Regions from separate parts of the Pan troglodytes genome. Here region 1 is linked to region 2. A link is a contact called in public Hi-C data. All regions are on one chromosome and are shown on one strand. Each heading gives the region's core, a stretch centred on a gene start, on an enhancer-like site or on the middle of the called end of the contact. The rest is flanking DNA. Distances are from core to core; before and after follow the strand shown.

The links. A called contact is a pair of places that touch in the nucleus more often than the background predicts.
Region 1: a contact with region 2 is called in a Hi-C map of stem cell-derived neural progenitor cells, with 5 times the contacts expected there. The contact joins two enhancer-like sites. A contact is called at or near these places in 2 of 7 Hi-C or Micro-C datasets (induced pluripotent stem cells and stem cell-derived neural progenitor cells) and 1 of 1 datasets of contacts at active chromatin or transcription factors (stem cell-derived excitatory neurons).

Annotation. Positions count from the first base shown.
Region 1 is chr4:27,943,210-27,948,073 of NHGRI_mPanTro3-v2.0_pri, forward strand. TMEM161B (transmembrane protein 161B) reads left to right here. Exons shown (of 13, transcript XM_063810278.1): 6 at 294-445; 7 at 976-1,036; 8 at 1,515-1,655; 9 at 4,349-4,462. Among named protein-coding and RNA genes, the nearest start is that of TMEM161B, 67 kb to the left of the region's middle. Within about 2 kb of position 2,937, at least 10 of the 24 cell types and tissues checked have an H3K27ac peak or open chromatin away from gene starts, as enhancers often do. A contact at or near this core is called in induced pluripotent stem cells and stem cell-derived neural progenitor cells, where this site is marked.
Region 2 is chr4:27,474,607-27,480,003 of NHGRI_mPanTro3-v2.0_pri, forward strand. LOC112209211 reads left to right here. Exons shown (of 5, transcript XR_008547911.2): 3 at 1,814-1,877; 4 at 3,757-3,805. Among named protein-coding and RNA genes, the nearest start is that of MIR9-2, 5.2 kb to the right of the region's middle. Within about 2 kb of position 1,950, at least 15 of the 24 cell types and tissues checked have an H3K27ac peak or open chromatin away from gene starts, as enhancers often do. A contact at or near this core is called in induced pluripotent stem cells and stem cell-derived neural progenitor cells, where this site is marked.

The DNA of each region.
Region 1 (4,864 bases), core at 1,687-4,186, 470 kb after region 2:
AAAGACAGTTCTCTAGAATAACCTCTACCCTGGCTTTTCATGTCACTGAGAACATAACTGCATAAAAATCTTGAAATAACCTTCTAGTAAAATTTGAGTGAGATAAACTAGAAATACATTCCCTAGCTACAACTTAGTATATGGGTGCTCTTTTCCTTAATTTAAAAGTGTTTTAAACTCCACTTGGAAATAAATGTTGTAGTCAAATTTTATTGCAATCAAGTCCTATAAAGATCATTGTGTATAGCTCCTATAAATTTATTGTGGTTTTTCCTGAACTTTTCCTTCTGCAGCAAAGTTCTATTTTCATTAACTACACACTATTTTAAAGTAGAAGATGGTGGTGAAAGATCTGTTTGTGTCACCTTTGGATTTTTTTTCTTTGTCAAAGCAATGGCAGTGTTGATTGTAACAGAAAATTATCTGGAATTTGGACTTGAAACAGGTAATAGTTTCATACAACTTTAAAAATCAATTTTGCTTTATCTAGTGTTAATATTTTTGACTTCAGTATTTAAGTTTTATGTCTGATAAATATCTAAAATTAAATTTAAAGTGTATACTCTGTAATGTTCAAAATAATTAACCTTTATTATTAAGATCTTCATTTTTTGCTTTTGTTTTAGCTAAGTTTTTAATTAATGTTTTTTCCAAAAATACTGTCTCATTTTTTTCCTTACAGTTAAATAAGTTTCTGTAATGCTAAAGTTTACTCTTATAGTTGAAGAATTAATGCAAATTTTATGCACACTCATGGAATGTACAAATATCAAAGGGACGTTTTCAAAGACTGTTCCTGCTAATAACCAAATTTTATTGCATTATGGCATACTAATTAACACATGAAAGAGCTAAGCTAGTCACTTCAAAATTTAAGATGCTCTGTTTTCTAACATTTTATTTCCATAGAAAGATTCTGTATTTCACATTTGTGATAAGAGTAATCTGTTGTTTTTTTTTTTTTTTCCCCCACAGGGTTTACAAATTTTTCAGACAGTGCGATGCAGTTTCTTGAAAAGCAAGGTTTAGAATCTCAGTAAGTTTTTGAAAAATTAAGCATTATTTAAATTTAACCTTTTCTATTTTTAATAAAGCAGTATTTACTATAAATAGCTGTTTTAAATTAGTAAAGAGTTTTAAGTTGGACTGTCACTTCTAGAAACATCCTTACTCATAATTTTTATGACTATATAGTGTCTTTTATAGAATTCTTATGTAAATTTGCATTTCTTAAATTCCTCTCCCTCAAGAGATTAAATTTATATCCAAGTTATATGTCAATTCCCTGTTGAATGTGTAGGTTAGGTTGCTGCGACTATGACTAAAGAGATGCCTCATTTAGTTTACAGTTCACCAGAATCCATTATAGGTACTTGAATAATAGCAATCTTTTTGTAGAAATTTGCTTTGTTTTACTGTTATTGTTATTTGTAAGATAATTGATTAGAAGAAAAGAAATTCTTCAAAAGCTAATTATAAAAATTTATCAGCTTTTTAAAAAATTTTATTTTTAGGAGTCCTGTTTCAAAACTTACTTTCAAATTTTTCCTGGCTATTTTCTGTTCATTCATTGGGGCTTTTTTGACATTTCCTGGATTACGACTGGCTCAAATGCATCTGGATGCCCTGAATTTGGCAACAGAAAAAATTACACAGTAAGCGGAAAATGTACATAAGCACATGCAGATAAATATATGTTTTCCATCTTAATGAAGGTATAATATTGTAATGTAATCATAAATTATTGTATTGAAAATAACCATTTGATGTCACACTACTTCCTCTTTCAACTATAAGCAAGTTTCTTTTATTTGCTTCTAAATTTTAAGTCTTGTATTTAAAAAGATACATCATCGATTACTAAATTTGTCTTACCTGTTAAAATGAAAATCTCAAAATTTATGTTCTTTCTAATTCAGGGGCTTATATTGCAATCTCTACAACTAAACTGAGGATCCATAGAAATTTCCCTTAAAAAATAAGATCATTTTACTTTAAAATATTGTTTTAAATTTTCATATATATCTATTTAAATTAACTTTTTAATGTAAAATTTTATTTAAAAACATTTTAAAACTTAAAGTTGTATGTAAGAGGTGTTTGTTTTCCTTAAGTTACTGACCTGCTTATTAGACTCTTATTAAAATAATACATTATTTTGGGATTGTTAGTACTCTACAATGTTATATGTTGTACATTACTTCTAACTACCAAATTCTATTTTAGTTCTGAAATTATATATTAGTTTGGACAAGTCACATTTCATCTTCATATGTAGTTCAAAGCCCATTTACTATATTCTTTGTGCTTGTCACAGATTTTTTTTGTTGATGTAGACATCTTGGCAGAAAGATAGGCTTATATCTACTTCAAATCATATGCAGATCAAAGTTCCTGTCTCATCGTTTTGTTTTGCAGTAGAAGCCCAACTTGAGAATATTTCATTTTGATATGTGTATTTATAACCATTAAGTTTATCTGGGTGATCTTATTTCCTAACATTTCTATTCTTTAAAACCTATTTTTAATGATGCTGATTCTTTAGTCTTTTCACATTCTTGTCTCTCTTACCTGTCATTTCCCTTTAATTTAATTTTGACTGTCTTTTTTTTTTAACCTCACTTCCATTTTTCTACATAAGCTTTGTACGTGTGTTTACTTACTATCGCCTCCCACTACACACTCCTTCATCCCTCTTTTTTTTTTTTTTTCTCCTTTTACTCAGTGTGCTTTTGGCTGCATCCCATCTTTCTCCCACCACCCGTCTCCCTAATGGCTTCTTTTAAGACAAAACCTGGTTCTCCCCCTTCTCTCTGCACACACACTTCAGTCCACTAACCCCAGTGTTATGATTTAAATAAGCTGAAAAGGGTGGGTGGAGGGGAGCCCTTCACAAGCTACTGAAACCGCTGTGGGCTGCTCCTTGATACTAGAGTGTTCCCTAGCAACACTGCATACCTAATACTGCTGCTTTCTTCCCCACATCCGATGGTTTACCCAGGCTGTGGGATGAAAGAATCACTTTATAAAAACATTTAAAGCATTTGGTGATGGTTGGAGGTGGAGTGTACATTTTAGTGTCCTTTTTAGTAAAATGTGCCTTCATTTTAAGATTTTTTCCCTTGGGGGATTTGGGGTTTTATTTTATTTTCAGTTTATTGCAGCCCCTCATTGTGTTGTAGCACTCTGCCTTGATACAAGGGTGTGGGCAAGCTAGTTCTGTTGTGAGAGTAACATGACTGGCACAAAGAGCAGCATTCTCTTCACCCCCATGGCTAGGCACTAGGATGTGTTTTTATATCAGAGGTTAGAGCGGGAGTTCTGTCTTTCCCTGTTAGGTGTTTGTGGCTTCCTGACCCAGCCCTGTTCACTCACACAGATCACTGTCTGCCTGTGTAGTGATACTTTAAAATGTGGTGTTTGTGTGTATTTTGAACCCTCCAGTTTAGCTCTTAAGTGTGGTTGATAATGAAAGCAGTTTATGGTAATAAAATGGGTGAAGAATTTGCGTTTTTTCTAAAATAAGAAAAATTTTTATCAGCCATCTGTCTCTGTAGGATACAAACTTGGACAATTAACAATGAAGTTATAGCGCAGACCTGAAACCTTTGCTGTATTAGGTATATTGCCTTGTCAGGAGTAATGCAAATTATATATATATATATATATGTAGGATAGGGAAATTATTTCAAGTGTGTTCATACTCATTCAAAAAGAAATTAAAATGTGGAATCACTTAACGATTGTTAACAATGGAAGTTAAAAATTATAAATGATCATTACACGTTAAAAGGTTCCTCAGTTGCGGGTTGTTGCAGTAGGTTCCGTCTGCCATATGCCTTCTAGTAATATGGACCTGGCTAATCACTATCATTTACTTGTAGATAATGAGGAGACACTTTGTTTCAGTTGCCCTAGAAAGTATCAGACGACTCTTCTGTACTGAAAATCCATTAGATTCATTGACTATATAAAGTTAGAATCATTAAATACCTGCTTATTAAATCAGGAATAAAGTATGGGATTATTAAAGAATACTAGAATAGAAGTGAACAAATCTGAATTTTAGTCCTATATTTACATTAACTTATTGCCAAGAGCAAGTCATTTAACTTTTCTATATCTAAATGTTCTCATTTGAAAAATTAAGATAATGATATAATTTCTCACAGGCTCAAATCAGTGTTAAATCATAATGATAAATATAAAATGATGGTGACAGTAGTATCGTAAGTAGTAGAATACCGCAAATAAACTCCTACCTCCATTTTAGTAAGACCCCAGCTTCTGTAGTTTATTAGCACGTGCTGTTTCTGAATTTTTATATTTATTTCTTACGTGCTTTCAGAACTTTACTTCATATCAACTTCTTGGCACCTTTATTTATGGTTCTGCTCTGGGTAAAACCAATCACCAAAGACTACATTATGAACCCACCACTGGGTAAAGAAAGTATCCCTTTGTAAGTATGGGCATTTGAGGGCTGATTTTTATCACCAAAACTGCTTTACTAAATGTTATTTACTGTATTTGGTTTTCAGTGATAAAATCAGGACACTGTATTTTTCAGACATTAATAGGAATGCTAAAAGATGTGTTAGAAAATTGAAACTACAGACCATCATGTAACATTTTTGTGATCTTTATTAATGTTAATGATTATTACCTTGCACTAATATTACCTTACACACTATTTTTTTCCTCCTCTTTACGTCCAGTCATCATCATTTTTCTGTTGTCATTGTGGCTGTTGTTCAGATACCTTCTGGAGTTCTTTTGTTTTAATTTTGAAAATTATGGAGGAAAAAAGTATAAATGGAAACTCATATACTCAACTCCTATGTTTGACAGTTGTTAACATTTT
Region 2 (5,397 bases), core at 700-3,199:
CCTCGGCCTCTTCTGGGCCGGAGGGCAGAGCTACGAGCAGGCAAGAAAGGGGCGCCGGTGGCTGTGGTGGCGACTTCTCCGCTCTGCCCTCGGCCGCCAAGTGTGCCGTTTCATCGTTCCACCTCGCAGCCCCAGCTTTGTTTTCCTGACATGCTCGTGGCCACTGGGCCCCACGCCTGCGAGGGGTGTGTGCGTGTGCGCGGGGGTCGGGCGCGCGCGGCGGGTGGGGGCTCTCCCGCCAAGGACACGCATGGCTGTCTGTCCTCCGGCTGCACTTGGCGGGAAAGCTAGGGGCCGCCGGCGGGGCTGAGCGCCAGCGGCTCTCATTACCGCCTCCCTGCTCCCCGCGGGCTGCATTTACATACGGGCCACTCGTCTGAATTTTTACGGCACTCTTCCCCCTCCCGTACCCGGTCGCACGCGCGCAGGCTCGGAACTACCACCCTGGCACGCAGACACCCGCGCCCAGGATGCGGCCAGCCCCAGGCGCGCAAACAGGCCCACAGGGGCCGACGGCACTCGGCGGGACGGATTCCTGCACCGCCTCCCCGCACCCCCGCGCCCACACCCCTGACAGCCTCTCCGCTTGTGTTGCAGGAAGCCCACCTTCCCCTCGAAGCCCCCACCCTTCTCTGTCTGCATACTTCCACCCCCACCCTCCCACATCTCTCCGTCTCTCTTTCCGTGGAAGACAGACGCGCGCGCGCGCGCACACACACACACACACACCCGCTTTTTCTTCCTCCTCAAATAGATAACCCCTATGGCGCGTCCCTGGTACATTTAGAATACCTCTAGAGTTTAGAGAATAAAATTCTTTAGAATGCATTGCTTGTCTTTAGCCAAACACATTTAACAACCACGACACAAACGGGGAGGAGTGAAGAAGGGGGACTTGAACCAAAAGACCTTTAAAAAAAAAAAAGTCTGCGAGTCAAAAGGTCATTCTCCAAGTTTGTAAATAAAATTGCAAAGGGAGTCCTTAAGAAAGGAGAGGAAAGAAGGGGAAGAAGGTTAGGAAGACTCACAAGTTACATAAAACAGTGCATTGGAAAAACGACAGGGAGATTCTGTAATAAAAAAAAAAAAGAAGAAGAATCTTAAGAAACCAAGAGAGAAAAAAAAAACTGGAGGAAAAAAGAAAAAGAGAAGAAAAGGATTTAAAAAAAAGAAAAAAGCAAAAGAAGTTTCCAAAGAAATGTGTGCTTTGCATCCTACAATAGGAAAATGTAGCCATTGCCTTCCTTCAGACGAGACATTTCTAATTTGTTCCGTCTGTCAGGAGGGGACTATGAGAGGTTTGGGTGCAAATTCATTATCTCTGGCAACGCAGAACGTAGTGTGGGGACTGAAAAAGACCGTGGCAATGGATGAACAATAGGGCTTCAGTTCATCAGTAACAAAAGCAGTGGGGAAATTGGTTGAGTTTCAGAGCACGTCCTCCTCGGCAGAGGGGGCTGGACTAGACCTTGGACAGCCCCCCCAAAAACTTGCCAAGCCTCGCACACACCACTTCACTCTCCACTCCGAGGCTCAGGGAGCAAGTGCCTGGTATGGGGGGTAAAAGTTGGCTTTTTTTTTACTCCTTGGTCTTTTGCGCCCTTCTCCCTCTCCCCAGAAGGGAAGACCCATTTAAACTATTTTAGACGCAATCAACCAAGAATCACCATGTGGAATTGAGCGGCAGTATTAAATGTGTTGAGCAGAGGAGAGGAATGATGAGAAAAACATTTTTTTTTTTTTTTTTGGAGACGCCGAAAGAAGCCTGTTTGTGTGCTGCGGCCGTGCTGTGACTCTGGATCTTGTCTTTCAGCCGGCGCCTCGGTTCCTGCCCAGCTGGATTTGGGGGGCAGCATTGCCTGGCGCAGGGAGATCAAGTGAGTATCGTGGCGGCCCTCAGGCTGCAGCTCGCCCGCGGCGCGAGGCCAGCAGTGCCCGCCGCGGCCCCGCGCTCGCACTCCTCACCTCGCCCGCTAGCCGGTGCCCGCAGAGTCCCGCTGCGGGCCGCTCCGAGGGCCAGTCCGGGGCTTTGCTTCAGCTAATTGATTGTGTGCCTCGGATGTTAAACCTGTTGATCTCGTGAGTTTTCTTAGCCAGTACTGTTAATTATCCAGCGGCTTGACCCCCAATCGCAGAGAGATGCCAGGAAATCTTCGCGTTGGAAAAGGGAATTTTTGTATGTAATTTTGTGGTGGTGGTGGTGGTGGTGTGTTTGGGGGGGCTTTTCCCTTTTAAACCTAGAGCAAAATGCACTTGTATTTTGCACTTCTGTATTCGAATTCGCATTTTGAATAATTCGCCTCCCTTTAACCGCCCCAAAGTTGCAATTACCTGGCAAGGAAGCGAGGGTCTGATTAGATTTTGGTGGAAAACTTAGTACAGTAGCTAAGTAGATCTGGTGGCTTTCCACTTCCCTTTTCTCTTTGCCTTTTGAATTTTGGGAGGTGAGAGGCCGCTTTACAGGGTTATCCCAAGTTCAGATTCATCAAGATGCAACCATCATGGTTAGTTATTGGTACTTGGAGCGGTTCAGCTTAAGACGCTTCTGGTATCCAAACGGAGCTAGGTCTTTGCGGTTTGCTTAGAGTCTAGACCCGGCTGAGGAAGGCAAGAACTCCTTTCTGTGGCCTGGAATTATCTGCAGGAACCCAGGGTGATGGGAACTCGGGCAATGTATTTGCATTAGTGTCTGCGGCGTTTTATCTTGCAAATGTACCCGCGGTGCTTGAATGGGGGACTGTCTTGAGGGGTCAGGAGAGCAGTGGAATTGATCAGAAGTTAGACCGGAGGCTCTGTCAAGTCACGGCCACGGCCGGGGGCCCCTTTGGAGCTGTGGCTGCCTTGGGCCCAGCACCGCAGAGTCGGGTTCCGTTTCCTCCCTTTCTTGGTGTCCACCTCTGTCTACCACCCTCCTTTCTCCACCTTGGCACCGGTAATTAGGGCGCTGTCTCAGGAAGCGAGCTCCCACAGTCAGCATAATTAAACCAGGGCAATACTTTCATTTTGCAAAACCAATAGCCCCACCCCTCCAGTCCAAAATAACAATAAGCATAAAAAAATCATAAAAGAAAAACAACCTATTTTGGGGAGTATTGAATTCCTGAATGTTGGATCGAGAGGGAATGGGGGAAGGGAATTTTTCAAAAATCCACCACTTTACAGCAATCAGGTTTTACATTATTCATTGATTTACTGGAGGAAAGAGCCAATCAGGAGCCATAGATATGAATGCACATCTCACGGTGCTGTGGCCTTACAGTAAACTATTTGCATCTTTCTAATGGAGTAGATATTTATCCAGGGATTGCCATTGTTCGAAAGGCCTGGAAATTCAGTTCCTTAAACATTTAGAAAATAAGACTTTGTTCCAGACTTAAAATCCTTACATGGAAAGACTCTCCTCTTTTGTATGGCAGGTTACAAGGTTCAAGTCCCTAATGTTTTTTTAAGAGTCCCTCTTCCTTCCAAGCTAAAAATAAAAGAAAAGAAGAAAGAAAAATTAATTTCTCAAACCCCTCCAGATTCTGCATATTTTGCATTCACATTATCATGCATGTCTCCATTTGAATGCAAATTAGCATATTTAACCCTGTGGGTGCTGAGACCTAGGATACATTGTACTGGGGTTTTATGGAATCTCTGGCATTTTAAGGAATCATGGTAATAGCAATATTTTAAATGAAGCAATATCTATATGACTTTATATGTATACATATATATAAACTGTGATCATTTGTTTTCTTGACTATTTTTCAGATGAGACTGCAAAGAACATAAAATGAATAGACAATCCAACCAACCAAAGGTAATTTTAAAATTTACATTTGATAAAATCCAAGTGATGTACAAAATAGAGTATTATTTACTAGGCGGTAGGCATGCAGTGGGTTGCATATCTCCTAATTCATGCTCTAAGTTTCTATATGTGCAGCCTTCTCCTCTACAGGGAGCCTTTGTATATTATATATCAAGCATAATACAAATATAACCTGTAACTGCCTATAAAAAAGAAATTCAAGATACAGAGTAAATAATAGAATACTTTTGTTAGAAAGTAAGCCAGTCAGGTACCTTGCCTGAACTATACAAATCACTGTAAATTAAATGGCTTTTATGTAGAAAATGGTAGTCTTGACTGTACTAGTGCACTGTGGTTTACATGCATTTGAATCATACAAACCAAATATTAAAAGGGGATTTCAGTGATAGGCCAGTTCTTCATGTGCTTTGCAGTAATCTGAATAGGATTCAGAGGTGTTCTAAATATGGTGACAAACCTAATGTATTTGAATTTATGAAATAGCATAATTCTGATCCAAATGATGTGGAAAACGTAACTTTTCACTTTTAACTGAAATAGAGATTGTTTACTCCCAGGTAAACCAGAATGTTTCAATTCATGTTTCAGCCATCTGGAGATCTATAAAAAGATTAGAAAAGAAGCATGACAATCATGTCCTAATCTACTGGCCATTAATGGGAATTTATTAGTGAATGAGCAGGCAAACCATTTAAATTCAGTATATCCTTCAGTATGCAGATTTCAAAACTGGTATTCTGCTCAGCTTAATAGCTATTTGAAAGCGAAAATATCTGATATAACATGTAGGTGTTAATAGTTGCTCTTAATATGTGACAGACATTGCTAGGAATCTTTAGGGCTACACAATTGTTTCAACTTGTCTCACATCCTATATAATAATACAGTCTTTGAAATATGTATAAACCATCATATAAACCTTGGCAATATTCAAAATAATCAGATGCTCTGTGTTAAGCCTTACTGTATAGTTTTTATTTCTGCATATCCTGAGAGACGGTGGAGAGTAAAATATTTAGTTGGCTATCTGGCTAATGAACAGACTGCTCATAATCCTAATGTTGGTTCCTTTCACTTATTGGGACTCCCATGATGAGTCTATATTATATATGCCAGACATGGGGACCAGGCCCGGAGTCCAGTTGATATGACTATGTGGCATTGCCCTAGAAGATGCTGTTTTAAGACAGTATCTTGTATAGCTTTTAATTGTAAAAGCATCTCAAATGTTCAGTGTCTTGGCTTTCATGATGGATACTTTGGTTCTAAAAATGCATTTAGTTGCTAAGTGTGGAAATATAGCCATGTTACTTTGCAAATTCACACAGATATGGGGGTGATAAACATGCACAGACAAATGCATGACATCTCTTTGCTTCCACCAGCCCCCACCCAAGTATATATAAAGCAAAAAGATATTCTAAAAATACCTGTCATCTGACCACATGCTTGCTTTATGTAATACATGCCAAATCACTAATGATTCTGCATCTGTGTCTTGGAAAGCAAGGCCACAATACTCTTACTCTTCCAAGGCGGCAAAGCTCATTAGTGTTTTATGTAATGTCTAAGGTGGA